2 separate regions of the Canis lupus genome follow, and region 1 is linked to region 2. A link is a contact called in public Hi-C data. All regions are on one chromosome and are shown on one strand. Each heading gives the region's core, a stretch centred on a gene start, on an enhancer-like site or on the middle of the called end of the contact. The rest is flanking DNA. Distances are from core to core; before and after follow the strand shown.

Evidence for each region. A called contact is a pair of places that touch in the nucleus more often than the background predicts.
Region 1: a Hi-C map of blood shows a contact between it and region 2, with 6 times the contacts expected there. The contact joins the promoter of FBXO15 here to the promoter of CNDP2 in region 2. A contact is called at or near these places in 2 of 9 Hi-C or Micro-C datasets (both in blood).

The regions. Positions count from the first base shown.
Region 1 is chr1:5,154,851-5,158,156 of UU_Cfam_GSD_1.0, forward strand. It overlaps FBXO15 (F-box only protein 15), which reads left to right and starts at 1,491. Exons shown (of 8, transcript XM_038525788.1): 1 at 1,491-1,621. The coding sequence starts at 1,494. It overlaps TIMM21 (mitochondrial import inner membrane translocase subunit Tim21), which reads right to left and starts at 1,341. Exons shown (of 6, transcript XM_038525791.1): 1 at 269-1,341. The coding sequence starts at 566.
Region 2 is chr1:4,903,635-4,907,129 of UU_Cfam_GSD_1.0, forward strand. CNDP2 (cytosolic non-specific dipeptidase) reads right to left here and starts at 1,923. Exons shown (of 12, transcript XM_038525768.1): 1 at 1,863-1,923. It overlaps LOC106560088 (a long non-coding RNA gene), which reads left to right and starts at 2,230. Exons shown (of 3, transcript XR_005353314.1): 1 at 2,230-2,434; 2 at 3,260-3,452.

The sequences.
Region 1 (3,306 bases), core at 241-2,740, 250 kb after region 2:
CAACAACGGTTAAGTTGTAATAAAAGCTGGGAAACATTTTCTCGCCACAACTCAACAAAGTCACCTAAAAAGCAACTTTGAAATCCGAGTTCAAGTCTGTGAAGAAAAGAAGTCTGTGGGTCTATAGTCTCAAACTCTGCACTGTGTTGAACGGTCCTACCTTTTAATTTGCGTGAACCGTTTTTCTACCTTTAGCCCTGAACTTGTGCGAAGGAGGGACCCTGCTCGCTCTCGCCACGTTTGCTGATAGACTCATCACTCCCGTTACCTTTCTGTGACGTTGAGACGACGGGTTCCCCTCTCTGGCTGTGCACGGACACTTGTTTGCTGCCGTCGTCTCCTGCCCTCTGGGGGCTCTGCCTCTGCGTCCAGATGGTTTTCTGGGTGACTCCAAGGATACTCTCAGGTCGTACCGCTTTCTTTTGCTCTCGCAGACCCCAGCTCAAACCCGACGCGGTCTTCAAGCGAGCTCTGTTAAGCACGAAGTGTGGCGGAAACAACGGCTTCCCTGACGACCTGCACAGCTTCTCCGCACACCGCGCAGCTCGTAAGAAAGTACAAATCATGATCACAGAAAACCGCTCCGCTTTACAAAGGTGCCAGCGGGGAACCGCAAAGCTTCACCACCCAATACACGCCCAGCCAGAGTGTCCTCAGCGCTACACAGTCACATCGGTGATTCTGCACGGCTTGTTCGGCAAAAAAGTTAGCTCCCGAAAGAAGCCGTGTCCACCTCTTCTTCCCTTCTGCGCTCTTTCTACTAGAATTAAAGTGATTTAATTACCTGCCGTATTGACATTCACACACTACCCGCCATGCCTCTGCAAAGTAACCTGGGACACCTCGGGGAGTCCTGGGAACAGTAGTCCGAGGCCCTCACTCCTCGCAGAGCTACCGCAGCGGGAAAGGCACCGGGACTACAACTCCCACAGTGCAAGGCGGCCAGACAGCGCGTGGCCTTTCCGCCACCTTCCAGAGTTCCTTGCGCATGCGCTCCACCTATTTGGCGCCAGGGTGGGCGGGGCGATCGCTCAACGGGCGGCAATCAAATTAGCGATTACGAACTGGGTGTTCTTGCAGCCCTTCGAGAGGACTGTAAACTGCGAAATTCTCAGTCTGACTATGGCTCTGCTGTTGCTTGTGGGGAAATGATGTAGCCTGTGTTTCAGTTTCTTCCCAAGGCCACCAGACGGGAGGCAGCACAAACTTCCCCAAAGCCAGCGGCTGGGGAGAGACGAGGTTGCGGCAGTGCCCCCACCCGGGACCGAAACTCGGCGGCCCGCTTGCCACGCGGCGACCTCGGCATCAGGCCGCGGGGCGTGGGAAGAAGCAGGGCCCGGAAGTTTCCAGAACCGCTCCTCGAGCCGGCGGAAGGGCGGGCCGCCCTCCGTCCCGCCCCTGCGCACGCGCGCCGGCGTCGAGTGGGCGTGGCGTGGGGCGGCGCGCTCCTGCCTCCGTCGTCGCTCCGCCTCGGGCGCTCCCGCCGGGTCTCCATGGCGACGGGACGCGGCCGACTCCTGCTGCAGCACTGGCGCGGCCTCCTGGCGCTGCATTGGCCGCCGGGCGGCGTCGGCGCGGCCCCGGGGCTGGCCGGGGAGGCCCCCGGGCCCGCGGGGTTCAGGTGACTGTCGGGGGCCGCGGGGCGGGGCGGTACCCGGCACCTTCCCCCACTAATTTCACTCTCGGCTGTTCTTAGTGCAGGAGAGGTCCAGAGAACCGCGGGAGGACGTCCCCTCAACTTGGAAACATGCGGAGACCCCACGTCCTGATACAAGTAGCCTAGCTCCCCCCCACCCGGGGAACAGGCTTCCTCCTTCCCTTCATTCAGTTGTAGGCGCTGTGGGGAGCTGGGAGCCCTGGAGCAGCGCCTCCTGCGGGATGCGCTCCACCTGCGAGGGCAGGTGCACATCCCTGGTCTGCACCTGCGGGTCGCCACAAGGGCACCCGTTCAAAGCTCATCCCTAAAGTAGCTTGTGTCTTCTGGGGCTGGAAAATCACCTTTCGTTCTTTTTATTAGGCTCTGGAATCTACTCATCAAAAGGTTACCGATTTTCTCTCCCGCCCATGGTTCCTGAATGGAGGACACAACCTCTAAGCAGATAATTCTGGTGGGCGGGTTGGTCTGGGAGTTTGTTTTCCTGGGGCAGAGCTTTCTGAATTTCGGATTTCGAGGCCTCCAGTGCCTTTCGTTTGGTTTCTTTTTACTCTTTTTTTCCTTCTTTCCATGGAGTTGGGGGGGGGAGAGTGAGGGAGAGATGGGGAGGGCAGAGGAATAGGGAGAGAGAGAATCTTAAGCAGGCTCCACTGTGAGACTTCATCTCACAACCCTGAGATCATGGTGGAAGCTGAAATCAGGAGTCCACTGCTTAGCAACTGAGCCACCCAGAAGCCCCATAGGTCTGCTAGGCAAACCCTGAAGGGATGCTTATTGATAGCCACTCCTTGGTGTTCAGGCCCCTGATCCCCTTCTGCCTCTCTTCCTTGGGCACCTTGCGGCTGAAGGGTGGTCCTCTTGTTAAGTGAGAGAAGGCAACTTGGAGGTGATGGGGAAGGGGCAAGAAGCAGGATGCTGCAGCTATAATCCAGAAGGCTCTTTAGCTTAACTCCAAAGGTTGGTTGATTTCAGAGTGAATGATCCAGTTTGTCAGAGGTGCTGTCATGGTCCCTTGTGGTGAGTGGTCCCTAACTTTACAGCCATCATCTCGGTTAGTGTGCCAGGTGGAGTGACAGTATGAAGAGCAGTTTGCAACCTTGATGATTCTCTTTGCTTGCACGTCCTTGTGATTTGTAAGATACAAAGAACTCATGTGTATCGTGTCTTCTAATAAACCGAATGTCTGTGTTTATGTAGAAAAAACAATTGTTATTTAACAATCGACAATTTGAATTTTGTTTTCCCGAATCTCCAGGACTACGTCCCATGTTCACCCAAGGGTCCATAACCCTGTCATGTTGTTTTTGGAAGTGGTGCTCTGCACCTTTGTATTATGGCAGTAGTTGGTTCTTGAGTGTAGCTGCAGTGCTGGATATACCACAGGACTTGTGACAACTAAAATGGTGACAATGCCTTCAAAACTTCTGTAGGAGCATTTAAATTTGAGGTCTGAACTTTAGATCAATTTGCCACTAACACTAAAATTAGTCTTTATATATAGAGCTCTGTCAGTGGGGAGCAGAATGATTTTTATGTGATGAATCTTCTATTACTTTGTAAGTTGAGTGAACATCCTGGTAATGACGTACTTAGAGTGCCTGGCAAGGGAGCCTGCTTGTCACCCTGTGATTTGGTGAGGTCTGCATTCTTTA
Region 2 (3,495 bases), core at 673-3,172:
TTTTTTTTTTTTAAAGCACATAGAGAACTTCCCATTTACTATTACCACAGAGGAAATAATCATTCCAAGGATCTAAGCAAAAATGTCACATCCTGTTTGTTACGGTCACAAACCCATTAACACAGCAATCAAACAGAAGGGAGGCAGATAAATTGTGTTTACAAGTCGATGATCTGAGCCCAGAGATGGTCAGAGGCCTCATTAGGATAAAGGAACCTTCGTGGAGCCCACAGCCTCTCTCCAGGGTTCATTGGGAACATGGTTTCCCATGTGTGAGACCTAATACACTCTGCTCCACATTACAAATACGGGGGAAACGAAATCATCTGACCAGCCATCTTTAACATGGGAATGAAGAGCAAACAAAAATGATTCTGGTCTGGGGACTTTAAAATTGGTTGTCTCTCCTTTCTCGCACTGACATCTCAGTTTCCATCAAGTGGCAAGATGGCCCGACGCAGCAGTGGGCAGAGCTCGGCTGTACCACAGTGATACCGAGGATTTCAGAAATGCAGGGATAGCCACAGGATCCTGTGACATCTACCTAGTTCTAAAAGCCTGTGTACCCACACGCTGTAGTCAGAGTATTTTTTCCTTGGTATGGGATTCCAAAGTGACTGCTAAACAGAGGAGTGACTCTATCTACGCTGACACCAGGCGGGGCAGCTGTTGAGCAGATTGAGGAAGTCACCTCAGCCCTGGAGTGTGATTTCAGTCAGGACAGATCAAGCTACTCGTTCCCAGGGCCTCCTTCCCCTCTTCAAACACCCATGACGGGGCATAAAATATTTACAAACGTCCCAGCAGGGAGGCTCAGCCTGCTTCAGCTGAGGCTTTTATCTGAAAAACAAGACCGTCCACAAATGCTGGGGAGGCATTTCACGAGCACCAGTAAGTCCAGCGTTCGTCTGTCACCGCTCATGAAAACTGGGAAGCCGTCTACGACCACACACCGCTCTGGGCACCAGCGGTCGGTCATGGGCCGGTCATTGGGCCGGGCAAGCTCACGCTCAGGGCAGGGCGAGCCGGCGGCCTCCCGCTGGGTCATTCCAACAACGAACTACCTGGGGGCACTTCACCCAAGAATACACAGAGGCCGCCGGCTCGGCCCTCCAGGCCACGTCCGCAGGGCTGGCTCTTTCCTTCTCTGAATCAGAACCTAGGGAAGCAGGTCCTGCCAGGGCCGAGCGCGCCCTCCCACCCGGTTCTGGGCTGTTCTGCCCCAGCCCGCCCCTCTAGCGCCCCGGGGAAGGTAAGCGCGCCGCGCGAGGGCGGACCACAGCTGATGCTGCGCTTCCCAAGTAACTGCCGGGGGCTCTCGATTTCCTGCGGAGTGACATAACCCACCCAGGGGCTGGCGGCCCCGCAGGACCAGCGGGGTAAACACGCCTGTGACCCGGTGACCCGGGAACCTGCCCGGCGCCCGCGGCAGGGCCGGACAGTCCCGCCCCCCCCGCCCCCACACACGCCCGCGTACAAACCTCCCAGCCCCTCCTCCCTGCACGCCGGCCGCACACCTCGTGACCCCGGGTCCCACGAGCAGGACCGGCCGGACCCCGCCCGGGGCCAGGACGCACGCTGCCATCTCCCGGCCTCCGTGCCGGCGGGACCCCGCCAGGGGCTCGCCGCGCGACGGGAGGCTTTCGTTTCCCGCGGGCCGCGTCGGGAGCCAGCAGCTGCGGTCCAGGTCCCACGCGCCCCGGACCCTCGCGGCGGCCTTCTCCCAACCGGGACATCCTCCCTTCCTGTCCCCGCCGGCCGCGGGGCCAGGCCGCCGCCCCGCTCCCACTAGCCCAGGCGCGACTCGGGCCTCCGCGAGGCCCACTAGGTCCCGCCCGCCTCGGCCCGCGAACCGCCCTCACCCCTCAGCCGCCGCCGCCGCGCCGGTGCCGCAGCACGTGCCCGGCCACGCCCCCCGCGCGGGCCCGCCTCCCGCTGCCGCGCTCACCAATCCCCGGCCTCGCTCGGAGGGCAGGCGTGGCGCCCCTCGCTGCCCACCAATCGCCGGCCTCACCCGGAGAGCCGGCGTCGCCCCGCCCCGCTGCCCCGCTCACCAATCCCCCGCCTCGCTCGGAGGGCTGGCGTCGCCCCGTCTCGCCCCGCCCCGCCTAGCAACCGCCGGGCTTGTGGGTAGAGCCGCCGTCGCCCCGCCCCGCCCGCCGCTCAGGGGTCGTGCGGAGGGCGGGACTTCCGGGCTGGGACCTTTCTCCCGCCCCCCGCTTCCGGCTGCCTGCTGAGTGTCGGCCGGCGCGGAGGGGTCTGCAGCCCCGAGGTCCCCAGGTCTCGGGCCGCTCGGGAGGGTCCGGCGGTGCCACCTGCCGCAGCTTGGCTCTGGGGTCGCCGGGCCCCGAGATCGCGGGACATGGTGGCGGAGAGGCCCGTGTTGACTTCCTGCTCTAAGCTTTCGCCTGTGTGACCGCAGGGCCCAGGGCAGGTGATCCTCTCCGCGGGAATTGGGCAAAACCTGTAACCCTCCCGCATTCTTTCCTTTTTAAAAAAAATAGCAAGTTTAATGGCTTCAAAGGATGTAATTTCCCACGTGCAGTAAATACTTTGAAATAGAATGACCTCCCCTTAAATGTCACATTGTAAGGCTTTTTGCTGATCCGGTTGGAAAAGTGAGGGAATACTGGACGGTGCCCCAATTCTCCCTCCGTCAAGTCCAACTGTACCAAGAGCTTTTGCCTTGGGGGCAAATGTCTATTTTCAGTAGTCTATTATTCGTTTTTAACCATTTCCTTTTTTTCTTGTCTTTGGGTTTTTTTTTAAAAAAGCTTTGAATTGAAGTAGACGTGCCCTTGAACGTTTTGGTTTCAGGGGTACAACCTGATTCAACAACTAGCACCATAAGGAAGCCCTCGCCAGCCTGGGTGTGTTACAGTCTGTCGTACAGTCACGACAGTACTATTATTTTTTAAAGATTTTATTTATTCATGAGACACACAGAAAGAGGCAGAGACCCAGGCAGAGGGAGAAGCAGGCTCCCTGCGGGAAGCCCAACAGGAGACTCAATGCCAGGACCCCAGGATCACTCCCTGAGCCAAAGGCTGACCAACCGCTGAGCCACCCAGGCATCCCTGTTACAGTATTATTCACTATTTCCTAAGCTGCCATTTATATCCCTGTGACTTACTTATTTTTTGGAAGTTTGTACCTTTTAACCCCCTTCAGCTAATTTGTACAAGCTCCAACAACCTCCCTTTCTGTCCACCACCACTTCATTGTCAACATTTAAGACTGTTTCTCCTTTGTGTTTTAGATTCCACGTAAAGACGAAATTACAAAGTTTTTGTCTTAACCATAAAAGATCCATCCAGTTTATTGTGAATGGCAAGATTTCTTTTTTTTATATAGCTGGATAACATCCCATTGTATACATATCTCCCGGCTTCTTTATCCATCTGTGGATGGACGCTTGGCTCCTCCCGTATCATGCTGCAGTAAATAAAGGGGTATGTACATGGCTTCAGATTAGTGCTTTTGTTTTCTTTTTTT